2 separate regions of the Ovis aries genome follow, and region 2 is linked to region 1. The links are chromatin contacts, called in public Hi-C maps. All regions are on one chromosome and are shown on one strand. The core of a region is the stretch at or near the end of the contact, and the rest is flanking DNA. Distances in the headings are between cores, read along the strand shown. Region 1 holds the start of TMEM167B (transmembrane protein 167B). Region 2 overlaps CELSR2 (cadherin EGF LAG seven-pass G-type receptor 2).

Region 1 (6,303 bases), core at 1,317-3,816:
TGTTATACAAATGTAAGTTTTCACTGTTATGAGGATTTAATTGATGCTTAAAGACTGAAATGATAACATCCACTATAGCGAAGGATGTAGAATTGAAAAGTGGGCAGTCGGAACAACATTTTGGGGGGAAGAAAAAAGAGGAGTTAACTGATTTAAAGATAATTTACAAATTCTAAAGTCAGTGATTAGGGAAAAAGGAATATTAATCATAGAAACAGGAAAGTCAGAACGGGGCAAGTTTGACTTTCAACATTTCAGATGTCAGAAGAAAATCTGCTAGAAGTGTAGGACTGGAACTTGGATAGGACATCAACTTAAGACCTCTATACAGGGAATTCCCTGGCAGTGCAGTGGTTTAGGAGTCCACGCTTTCATTGCAGAGAGCCCAGTTGTGCCAAGTGACAAAAAAAACAAAAATGAAACACAAAACAAAACTCTACATAGAGGTGATAGTTGAAGCCGTGGAACAGAATAAGTCACCAAGTAGGAATTAATAGTGAGGAAAACAGGGTGTGAGTATCTTAGGAATATCTATATTTACATGGAAAAAAGAATCTGGGTAAAGAGAAGACTCTTGAGAGTCCCTTGGACTGCAAGGAGATTCAACCAGTCCATCCTAAAGGAGCTCAGTCCTGGGTGTTCACTGGAAGGACTGATGTTGAAGCTGAAACTCCAATACTTTGGCCCCCTGATGCGAAGAACTGACTCATTTGAAAAGACCCCGGTGCTGGGAAAGATTGAGGGCAGGAGGAGAAGGGGATGACAGAAGGTGAGATGGTTGGATGGCATCACCGACTCAATGGACATGGGTTTGGGTGGACTCTGGGAGTTGGTGTTGGACAGGGAGGCCTGGCATGCTGCAGCTCATGGGGTTGCAAAGAGTCGGACACGACTGAGTGACTGAACTGAACTAAACTGAAAGAGAACAACGAAGTTGCAGGTCAAGGAGAACAGCACAATTCCATAGTATGTAACAAAGGAGAATTTTTCAAGATGAAGATGAACTATATGGTTCTGTCTAAGTTAGTGAACATGAATTTGTTTAGAATATAGAATAGTTTGGGGCTTTTATCCAGCTTTGGTGTAGGGGACTAACAGTTTTGTGGCCAGTGATGACAGTGCTGATACTGTTTTAGATAACTGTTGATGAAAAGCTCAAAGGCCAAGACAATCAGGGACTTTTCAGTTTTGTTTTGCTTTCGAGTAGTCCTTAGCAGTTCTTTGGGGCAGGGGAATTTGTCTGTGTGTATGGGCACAAAATCATTTGTTTTGCCTTATTTGTTGTGTATGTCGTCTTCATTTTTTGTTTGTTTGTTTCTGCATTTAAGCACATTTTCACAAGAAGTCTGTCCTCCAACAGGCCTTTTTTGACTTGCCCCTCTACTCCAGCTTCTAGGAGGCTTTGGTAGCTTTTCTTCGGCATAACCAAGCAGGTCGCAGCCAGCAGATGGCACTGCAGCAAGAGGGGCAGAGGGTCTCTTTAGGACTTTGACAACCGCGGACCAGCTGTAACCTTACAATTTCAACCTCGAATGATTCAGTCGCACTTTCGCCTTGACTCTAATAAAGAAGATCGAGTTGTGTGGAATTAAGGATCTCAGTGCAGAAAACGGGATCTGTAGCTCTGTCTCCTCCGTTCTGCTCCACCGTTAAACTGAAAAAGTATTTTTCGTCAAGTTGTGAAAGTGTGAGAAAGGCTGCCCCAGTATCTCCGTTTCCTGGCTAAAGTGGCCGAGGTGGCCCCACTTTATCTAAATACGGGAGGTAACGAGACCATCCTGATAGTTTAAAGAAAAATTCATACAAACCGGCAATTACCAAAATGTTTCCCGACAACGTGGAGCTTCAGCACATGAAATACGCAACTTGTTTTTGTTATAAGGTTCCTAATTTCATTTCAAAGTTCAGATGCAGCCTCATTATCCAGATTTCCATACGGAGTAAGAACGATCCGCGCAGCAAGAGCAGTCCCACAGGCTGCAGGCGTCGCCTCAGGACCCCAGTTGTCTGCGTTCTCTTACGTGGAAGCTTGAGAGACTTCTCCATTGCAGGTGGGCTGCTGCACACACACAACCAGAGCAGCTGCCACAGCGCAAAATAAAGTGCAAAACTGCAAGCCTTTACCTTTTCCGGCTCAGACGGTAAAGCGTCTGCCTACAATGCAAGAGACCCGGGTTCGATCCCTGGGTCGGGAGGATCCCCTGGAGAAGGAAATGGCAACCCACTTCAGTACTCTCGCCTGGAAAATCCCATGGACGGAGGAGCCTGGTAGGCTACAGTCCATAGGGTCGCAAAGAGTCGGACACGACTGAGCAACTTCAGTTTCTTTCACTTTACCTTTTCAAACACAACGACGGGAGCAGGTCAGATTAGCCCCAGCACTAAATCTGCAGGGGCACCCAGAAGATATTGTTTACTATGGCCACGAAGGACGCCTTCTGGACAGCTTTCTTCTCACCCACACCTTTTCCTGCGAGCTCCACCCACGCAGGTTCCCCTAGCTCGGCAATCTCCTAGCCACGCCTGATTGCGTTTGGCGCTCGTCTCCCTTCCCTTGCGCCGGCGTACTACGGCGGCTGCCCGTCGCCGCGGCCCGGATCGGGAAGTGTCAAGTGGGAGCTGGGTTCCCCTGGTCTTCGCCGCTACCGCCACTGACCGCCCCCCGGACTCCCTATCCAGGACCGGGCCCAACCGCCATGACGAACGGTGAGAACCAATGCCCAGAGCAAAGGATGGGAGTCCAGTACACTAGGGAAAACGTGGCGGGCGGAGCCGGGATTGACGTGGCCGTTCTCCCCGCCCCCTCCCATCGGAGTCCTCCCTTTGGCCTCTCCGCGTCCCAGCTCCTGTTTCCTATACTACTCCGCGAGTTCCCCCGTCGCGTGCCCATCTAGAACCCCCAATGCCTCTTGTTGCCCACACCCCGAGTCCTTGGTTCCTAGCCTGTGTTTTCCCTTCTCTCTTCTAAAAGTTCGTTTTGGCCCTTACAGGCCATTTCGCGAGGCCAGTCCTGGTTGAGCTATTGCTGTGAAGTGAAAGTCGCTCAGTCGTGTCCGATTCTTTGCAACCCCATGGAATATGCAGTCCGTGGAATTCTCCAGGCCAGAATACTGGAGTGGGTAGCCTTTCCCTTCTCCAGGGGATCTTCCCAAGCCAGGGATTGAACCCAGGTCTCCCACATTGCAGGCAGAGTCTTTACTATCTGAGCCACCGGGGAAGCCCGAGCTATTGCTGTAGCACCAGGGAAATGAGAGAATCCTCCTCACAGCCCTCTGTTTTCTCATGCTTTCGGATAGTAGGCATCTTGGGAGGACCAAGAAATCATAGAGTGTTTTTAAGGCCCACATTTTTGGGGGGTGAACGTGAATCCTAAAAAAAAAAAAAAAAAAAAGTTATTATTTTGTTAAAATGCCAGAAAACTTTCTTTTGATTCTAAAGTCTTGCCTGGGCGATCCCATCTGGAGACCGTAGCGAAAGTTGCAAGGGTTGGTTACTGCCTCTTCTAAAGTTGTGGCAGTTGCCACCCTGTTTATCTGACCTAATTTTGTAGGCCTCTTCAAACACGATTATATAGACACGATTTCCACATTCCAGCGAAGGACAGGAAACGAGGCCTTTGTGTTCTTTAGAGTCCATCTTACTGGAAAAAAGATGACAAGGCCTCTTAGACAGTATGATTAGAGGGGCATAGGAGAGTATTTCTCAAAAAGTACCTTTTCCATAAGCCTGATACTGAAGATTCAATTCACCTCGTGACTTTTGGCTTTGCAAAAACTTACAGGAGGAGATGATTAGCAGGTAAAGGTATTGTTTATTCTAAAAACTTGGTATATGTATTAATTTACTGGACCGTTGCTGTGTGACATCTAGCTGTGAGATAGTTTTACTGGAGGGAGAGAGGAAGATAGAGTGGTCCAGAACTGGGAGATGCTGGTTGTGTCAAATATTCTTTTGAAGTTTTCTGGGCAGTCAGAGGTCTAAGGTTACTAGACACAGTACAGGAAGGGTCATCACTTAGAGGAAAAAGTCATCTGAACTGAGAAATAAGGAAGCAATTGAACACATAGTAATTAATGAATAAATTTTAGTCACCCTTCCCCCTTTTGTGGTCTGATTGTTTTTTTTTTCCACTTAGATGATTCATTGTGCTTACCAGACATAGCTCAGTTTACATATGTAAGAACTAGAAGTATGTGTTCAAAGCTTTTTTCTCACACTTGTTCCACCACGATGAAGCCTCAGTTTTTTTTTGTTGTTTTTTTGCTTGTTTGTTCTCAAGAATCTGTTACTCTGGCAGAAATTTAGTATGTAAGTAGAGTATGATGCATGAAGTGTAAGATAAAATACAGGAAAATTGTAGTCATATGATTTCTAACTCTTGCAGTTTCCATTAAGCTTCTGCTTTATCATATTCTCTACCCACAGATGAAGCTCTGAAAGACTTGGCTAAATATCTCGCTCTTCTTTATCACATGAGTGATTTCTAGTAAGAGCACATTTCAGTCTCTCAGCTCAGGCACCAAGGATTCTTATACTTCTCTCAACATGTTGCCCACACTGGCCATTCCTGGCAGGCTGATTCCACATTAACTGGCACGCTCTTCTCAGAACTTGCAGTTCTTGAAAGGAGAGGGAAGAAGGCAGTGAGATCTTTGTAAGGGGCATGTCTCCATGATTTGAGGGGACAGAAAGGTAACCTTGTTAGTCCCAGGACCTTGGCCCCCTCTTGTCAGAGCTGGCACTGCAGCTGAGGTCACCACCTTGGTATTATGTCGCGTTGTGTTCTCCAGTGGCATTGCTTGTCCCAAGCTGGATTAGCACCCACAGCTTTCTTCTCTTTCTGTAACAGTGTACTCCTTGGATGGGATTCTGGTGTTTGGTTTGCTGTTTGTTTGCACCTGTGCCTACTTCAAGAAAGTACCTCGTCTCAAAACCTGGCTGCTCTCAGAAAAGAAGGGAGTTTGGGGTGTGTTTTACAAAGGTAAGATCATATCTGTTCAGGGAGAGGACGTTGCCATCTCTGGACAGTGAGGTGCTGCAAAGTGAAGGTGGGACAGGCTGGGACTGTATTTGGTTCAACTTTTACGTAATTGTTTGTTTTAGCTACAAAGTAATTTTAGTATTCTCCGTGGCATAAAAGTGTATAATTTAAACAATTTTAGACTAGACTGGAATTGTTGGGAGTAATATTTTCCCAGTAAAAAGTTTTGGGTTTTTTTTTCCCCCAAATTTCTGGAAGAATATATTGGAGAATTTTTTTTAAGTATTGATTTTATTAACTCAGATGCTTTTTTACTTTTTATTTTGGGCAGCTTCATGTGGAATCTTATTTACCTAAATCTTTTTTCAAAATAGGGCAAAATTTAAACTAATGATATAGTCATATAAAACCTAGGACTTAAGGGTAGTACTTATTTTTTTAAAAAAATATTTTTATTTACTTATTAATTTGCTGAGTCAAGTCCTGGTTGTGTCATGTGAGTTGCAGGTCAGAAACTCTCCAGTTCTATTAATTTGCTGAGTCGATTTTTAGTTATGTAATGAGAGTTGTGGCACACGGGCTCAGTAGTTTCGGTGCATGGGTTTAGTTGCCCCACAGCATGTGGGATTTTAATTCCTCCACCAGGGATCGAGCCGAGTCCCCTGCATTGCAAGGCGGATTCTTAACCACTGGACCACCCAGGGAAGTCCTGAGTAGTATTTAAATACATTCCTGGATGGGTCGATTCATCTGTGACTAAAGATTTCAAAATATCACCTTGAAAGCGAGGACTTATATAAAGGGCAAGGTGTGATTCCTTTTCTCTTTTTATTATTTCCTGCTAGCTGCTGTCATTGGAACCAGGCTGCATGCTGCTGTGGCAATCGCCTGCGTTGTGATGGCCTTCTACGTCCTGTTTATAAAATGAATTCTGAAGCATCCATTTCATCATCCGCCAGCCAAGGGGACGAAGGTGAAGAGCCTGTCGGGAGCCTGGGCCCAGCATAGGAAAGCTCAGCTAAAATCGTCGAAGTCCCCAGGATGACACCACAGTATCTGCCCCTACTTTCTGTGGGGAAAACTCCTCATGATCACAAACATTATTTATGCTTCAGGGGCCACAGAAAGCAAACTTCCTTTGACCTGCGTGTAAATCAGTCCTCAGCAGAGAGCATATAATGTCCAGATAAATTACTCCCCTCGGTGATACAATTCCTTACCTCCTGCTTAAAAACTGTTACCTATTTTGTTCTTCAGCCCCTCATCAGGATCTTTTCAAACTGAGGCTCATTAGGGGAGGATATAGGCTGTGTTCAAACTTC
Region 2 (6,303 bases), core at 2,056-4,555, 150 kb after region 1:
CCCTCACACCAAAGGCCACTAGGACTCAGACCTTGTGATCAGGGACCTCACAGGCCTGTGCTCTTAAGGCCCAAACAGGGGCATGGAAGGGACTGGGAGCCTCTGGGAACTTGCAGGACAGCAATATATGGGACTGTGGTGAGGATGTCCAGTGCGCCAAGCAGGGCATCAGAGGAGCCAGGGTTTCACAGAGCTCAGAGGGATGAGCACGTGAGAGGATGTGGGGATGCTGGAGGGATGCGGAGTGTCATAGCAGTCATGGGAGACCACAGAGGGATCACTGGGCGCAAAGGAGTCCCAGTTTCCCAGACACCTGGTGCTCACCTGCCTGACTTCTTGTCCAGGTGAGCACTGCGAAGTGAGTGCCCGCTCGGGCCGCTGCACCCCAGGTGTCTGCAAGAACGGGGGCACCTGTGTCAACCTGCTGGTGGGCGGCTTCAAGTGCGACTGCCCATCCGGAGACTTCGAGAAGCCCTTCTGCCAGGTGACCACACGCAGCTTCCCTGCCCGTTCCTTCATCACCTTCCGGGGCCTGCGCCAGCGCTTCCACTTCACCCTGGCCCTCTCGTGAGTGCCTGGGCACTTGGAATAGGGGCTGGGAACAGCCTGGGGGGCCTCCTATTCTGTGGACGAGGTGGGAAGTCAGGCAGTGATGCTGTGTGGCAGGGCGGGGGAGGGGGAGGGAGTTGTTGGCAGAGCCAGGCCTGTACTTTGAGTTGCCCTGTACCCTTGCCTGGCAGGCCCCTCACCCACCAGGGCCACCTACACTCCTCCCAACGCACCCTCAAGGGTGGGATCCAGGATGCCAGGGTCGTGCCGCTAGTCCTGGTTTGTGCTCATCTTCCACGCTCTAGCCATGTGGCCCACAGCCTCCACCCAGGAGTCAGCCCTCAGGAGATTTCTGAGCAGGACCAGGGCTGGTTAGGTGGCTGGGGTGCGGGCATCCAGGTGGGTGCCCCATTCCCTGCCCCCTCCCTTACTCCCACTCAGGTTTGCCACCAAGGAGCGTGATGGGCTGCTGCTGTACAACGGGCGCTTCAACGAGAAGCATGACTTCGTGGCCCTCGAGGTGATCCAGGAGCAGGTCCAGCTCACCTTCTCTGCAGGTGATCCCGCGGCCCCGCATCCTCGCCCATCTCCCGGAGTCCCTGTGCCTCCCCGCCCTTGACCCCGAGTCACACACTCTCCCAGCCAAACCTGGGCGCAGCCCAACAACGAGTGCCCTGTCCCCATTCCCAGCCCTCAGCTGGTGTCTCAGCTCACCTGGGTCCTTTCCTCAGGGGAGTCGACCACCACCGTGTCCCCCTTCGTGCCCGGAGGGGTCAGTGACGGCCAGTGGCACACGGTGCATCTGAAGTACTACAATAAGGTGGGTATGGGAGGGGTCACGGGGGGAGAGGGTCCTGTCCTGGGCTCAGATGCTCTCCCAGACCTGGGTGGCACTGCCTTGCTGGGGGCTGGTTGTGGTATGTCTGGCTGAACGGGGAGGAAGGGAGGGGTGGAACTTGCTGCTTCGCTGGGCATTCCCATCCTGCTAGGTGGTACAGACACTTCCTGTTCTGCTAGGTACAAACGCAAGTGGACATTGAGGAAGGTAAATGGTCATGTGAGCACACATCTGTGTGCATGTGTCCATGTGTATACCACACGTGTATGCGTGTATAGCAGTACACAAAGGGAGTGTGTATGTGCTGGCGTTTTCCTGCCTGCTGGCCCATGAGTGGCCCTGGCCCACTCTTTCCCCTCTCTGCCCTTGCCTGTCCACAGCCACTCTTGGGTCAGACGGGGCTCCCGCAGGGCCCATCCGAGCAGAAGGTGGCTGTGGTGACCGTGGATGGCTGTGACACAGGAGTAGCCCTGCGCTTTGGAGCGATGCTGGGCAACTACTCCTGCGCTGCCCAGGGCACTCAGGGTGGCAGCAAGAAGTAAGGAGGGGAGAGGGCTGGGGGTGCAGCGAGGTGTGGAGCCACACAGGGAGGGAGGGCTGTAAGGGGGGACTTTGGGGGCCCTGAAATGGGAACCAATTCCTTTCCCTCATCTGGCTTCCCTTTGCCCCTGCTCAGCCTTCTGCACGGGGGCTGGGTGGGGGCAGAGCCGGCAAGTCTGGGGGACTCGAGCTAGCCTTGGGCAGCAGTCTGATAGAGCAGCTCCAGGGTGGGGCTTCCCTTCCCCTGGCTGCTCAGCAGGGCCCCTAGGAGAAGGAAGAGCTGGAAGCACCCCACTTACCCTCATGTCTTGGCTGTTTCCCCGCCTCCCCCACCCCACCTGCCAGGTCTCTGGACCTGACAGGGCCCCTGCTGCTGGGCGGGGTGCCTGACCTGCCTGAGAGCTTCCCTGTCCGCACCCGGCAGTTTGTGGGCTGCATGAGGGACCTGCAGGTGGACAGCCGCCACGTCGACATGGCTGACTTCATTGCCAACAACGGCACCATGCCTGGTATGGGAGGCGGGGCAGGCTGAATGCAGAGAGGTGGGGTGTGCCTGGTGTGGGGGCCCCTGGGAGTGGGGGGCTCAGAGCCCCCTCTAGCCACTGCCACAGGTCTTCTGTCGGGAGCCTCTGCCTGAGCACCCTTCTCTCCACTCTAGGGTGCCCTGCCAAGAAGAACGTGTGTGACAGCAACACTTGCCACAATGGGGGCACCTGTGTGAACCAGTGGGATGCGTTCAGCTGCGAGTGCCCTCTGGGCTTTGGGGGCAAGAGCTGTGCCCAGGGTAGGTATAGGAGCAGCTGTCAGAGGTTGGGGCCTGGGAGCTGTCAGCAGTGCTCGGAACCCTAGCAGGGTCGGGCCAGGCCCTGGGCAGGGCCCAGCTGAGCTTGGCTGTGGGTGGAAAAGCGTGTCTGGGCAGCGCCCTGAGAGGGTTAGCACGGGAGACAAAGGGCCCAGTCACAGGCAGGCCTGGGCACAGAGTGGGGTGGACCCGGAGCAGGTAGATGCTCTGGAGGGCGGGGCAGCTGGGGAGCCTGGGCACTAGGAGGGGCAGTACCCTGCCTCCCACTGCGCTACCCCCGCTGAACATCATACCCCCTGGGGCACTCGGCCACTCCGCCCCTCAGAGTCTGCCTCTATCTGCCTGCCCAGAGATGGCCAACCCGCAGCGCTTCCTGGGCAGCAGCCTGCTGGCCTGGTATGGCCTCTCACTGCCCATCTCCCAGCCCTGGCACCTCAGCCTCATGTTTCGCACACGCCAGGCCGACGGCGTCCTGCTCCAGGCTGTCACCAGGGGGCGCAGCACCATCACTCTGCAGGTGATGCAGGGAAGGGTGGGGCCGGCGGGCCCTGGCATGGGTTATTGGTCAGAGCTGGCTGGGCGGGGTCTTTCCCAGGAGAGAAAAGGCAGCTGGGTTCCTTTGGTGGATCACTGCTGCCATCTCTCGGGCCCACAGGAAATAATGCCTTTTCCTCCCTGGCCTCAGCTGGGCAGCAGGATGGGTTTGGTGGTCCAGGAAGGACAGTGGGCTGGAAGATGAGCTGGTCAAGGCAGTCTGCTGACCCTCTTTTCTTCTGGTGCCAGCTTCGGGAGGGCCGCTTGGTGCTGAGCGTGGAGGGCACAGGGCTCCAGGCCTCGTCTCTCCAGCTGGAGCCAGGCCGGGCCAATGATGGTGACTGGCACCATGCACAGCTGGCGTTGGGAGCCAGTGGAGGCCCTGGCCACGCCATCCTGTCCTTTGACTATGGGCAGCAGTGGGCAGAGGGCAACCTGGGCCCCCGGCTGCACGGGCTACACCTGAGCAACATTACCGTCGGGGGTGTTCCAGGGCCGGCCAGTGGTGTGGCCCGAGGCTTCCGGGGCTGTTTGCAGGTAAGCCTCCTGCTCTGCTTTCTCACCGCCAACACTGAGAAGCCCATTCCACAAAGGGCCAACACCACTATCCTCTCCCTCCCAGGGTGTTCGGGTCAGTGAGACGCCTGAGGGCATCAGCAGTCTGGATCCCAGCCGTGGGGAGAGCATCAGCGTGGAGCCAGGCTGCAGCCTGCCAGACCCCTGTGACTCAAACCCATGTCCTGCCAATAGCTACTGCAGTGACGACTGGGACAGCTATTCGTGCAGCTGTGATCCAGGTAGGCCAGGGGTCCAGGGAAATGGGACAAGTCAGCAGGTGTGGAGCAGGGGCGGGGGCTCATTCTGGCTTTGCCATGTGACCTGGGGCTAGTCACCTCACCCCTCTGAGCCTCTCATCCTGCACTGCAGAGCCACAGCCAACTGGTATAGCTGCTCAGAACAGAAGGAGGTGAATGAAGGCAGCTTTGAAGAAAATGCCAGGGGAAGGTGGGGACTGAGTCTCTCTTGTCCTTCTGGTTGGTCCCAGGTTACTATGGTGACAACTGCACTAATGTGTGTGACCTGAACCCATGCGAGCATCAGTCCATGTGTACCCGAAAGCCCAGTGCTCCCCATGGCTATACCTGCGAGTGTCCCCCCAGTTACCTTGGGCCATACTGTGAAACCAGGTAATGTGGATCCGTGCAGGCAGCTGGGGCCACTGCCGATGCCCACTGTGTCCCTCAGAGCCCTGGGAGCCTGGCTGGGCCACGGCTGGGGTAGGAAGGGCCACACATGGCTACAGCGTGGCTGAAGGAGCTCATTCCTCCCTGGTCCCTTCTCTGCAGGATTGACCAACCTTGTCCCCGAGGCTGGTGGGGACACCCCACATGCGGCCCGTGCAACTGCGATGTCAGCAAAGGCTTCGATCCAGACTGCAACAAGACAAGTGGCGAGTGCCGCTGCAAGGTGACTGCCCCGACCCAAGCCTGCACAGCGCTGCCTCGGCTGCTGTTCTGTACTTCCTGGGCCCTTGGGAGGGTGGGCAGTGGAAGAAGCCTCCCCACAGAGCGCTGAGGGCTACGTGCCTTTGATCCACTGGGGCGGGCCAGTGGCTATTTGTCCTTGTGTGTCTTGGGGTGCGGAGGGGGCCAGGACTTAATCAGTGAGCTCCGGGCCAGCTGTACTGGTTGTTTGCAGCCCATTCTAATTGATTGGTGTCTCACTGGTGGGTTAAACTCCAAATCATGACCAGTTAATAAATACTTTGAATGTACCATTCTTTGGGGTCAGGGAACCTCTCTCCAGAGGGGCCAAAGTGAGAGGATCCGTGAGCACCCAGGGAAGAGAGCTTGAGCCAGCAACCCTGTGTCCCTTCTCCCTCTCAGGAGAACCACTACCGGCCCCCTGGCAGCCCCGCCTGCCTCCTATGTGACTGCTACCCCACGGGCTCTCTGTCCCGAGTCTGTGACCCTGAGGAGGGCCAGTGTCCATGCAAGCCAGGCGTCATTGGGCGCCAGTGTGATCGCTGTGACAACCCTTTTGCTGAGGTTACCACCAACGGCTGTGAAGGTAGGGCTCTCGAGATGGGTGGGTGGCCCTCCCCACTGTGTGCCAGGCCCCAGTGTCCCAGGGAGGCCAGGAGCCGGGACGGGTTGCAGACCTGAGGCTGCCTTGGGAGGGCTGGGGAGCCCGGCCATCGCTGTAGGGGGACAACTGCTCCTGAGTGATGGTGCGCTTCCTTGCAGTGAATTACGACAGCTGCCCCAGGGCCATCGAGGCTGGGATCTGGTGGCCCCGTACCCGCTTTGGGCTGCCTGCCGCTGCCCCCTGTCCCAAAGGCTCCTTCGGTAGGTGCTGGAGGCCCGGAACATGAAACAGAGAACTTGGCCTTTGTCAGTAGAGTGGGGTGGGGAGTCCCTGGCTGTAGATCCCGCGACCCCCAACTTCTGGCCTCCAGGTCTGGGGGATTCCATGTCCCATGCTTCCTTGGCTCAATGCTCCTGTGCTTCCAAGTTTGCCTAGATGAAAGGTGTCTACATTTTGGACTTGTAACAAAAGTGCTGAAAACCTGCAGCATGCCTGGCACAGGACTGGGTACTAGAGGTTCAGAGATGAGTCACAGGTTGCTATCCTCAACTCACCACCTCGTACTGGAGTTATGCCACCAGAGAGACGGCCTGGGGAGCAGGGCGCATGGGCTGCTGTCCCAGGGGAGCTGCAGGATGCAGGCTGGCTCTGGCCCTTGGATTGACCATGAGCAGAGATCAGAAGCAGAGTGTGTGGCAGAAAGTTCAAGGTGGTGGCCGGAGTAGGGCAGCCGAGTCCGGGGGCTCAGGGAGGCCACATGCCCCGCACTCCTGCAGCCCTCCTGTGGGTTGATCTCGCAGAGGTTTTGGCTCTGGGGCTCCGCACACACTGGGGCACTGGACAGCAGGGCCCTTGTCTGCTAGTCTCCTGTCTCTGGTTCACGGGGGCTGGCCCTGGCAGAACTCAGCGAGGTCTCTCCCTGAGGCCTGCTCTCCTGGCTGCCTTCCCCCAG

The links. Hi-C and Micro-C count contacts between places; a contact is called where the count stands out from the background.
Region 2: a Hi-C map of hypothalamus shows a contact between it and region 1, with 4 times the contacts expected there. The contact joins the enhancer-like site here to the promoter of TMEM167B in region 1. A contact is called at or near these places in 9 of 16 Hi-C or Micro-C datasets (blood, hypothalamus, liver and 4 more).

Annotation. Positions count from the first base shown.
Region 1 is chr1:86,389,936-86,396,238 of ARS-UI_Ramb_v3.0, forward strand. TMEM167B (transmembrane protein 167B) reads left to right here and starts at 2,567. Exons shown (of 3, transcript XM_004002270.5): 1 at 2,567-2,706; 2 at 4,850-4,981; 3 at 5,827-6,303. The coding sequence starts at 2,697. The coding sequence ends at 5,909.
Region 2 is chr1:86,540,861-86,547,163 of ARS-UI_Ramb_v3.0, forward strand. It overlaps CELSR2 (cadherin EGF LAG seven-pass G-type receptor 2), which reads left to right. Exons shown (of 34, transcript XM_042251883.1): 3 at 345-567; 4 at 991-1,106; 5 at 1,281-1,369; 6 at 1,768-1,925; 7 at 2,273-2,436; 8 at 2,586-2,711; 9 at 3,080-3,246; 10 at 3,513-3,800; 11 at 3,886-4,060; 12 at 4,309-4,450; 13 at 4,610-4,730; 14 at 5,150-5,333; 15 at 5,510-5,611. Among named protein-coding and RNA genes, the nearest start is that of CELSR2, 14 kb to the left of the region's middle. Within about 2 kb of position 3,306, at least 23 of the 54 cell types and tissues checked have an H3K27ac peak or open chromatin away from gene starts, as enhancers often do. A contact at or near this core is called in hypothalamus, where this site is marked.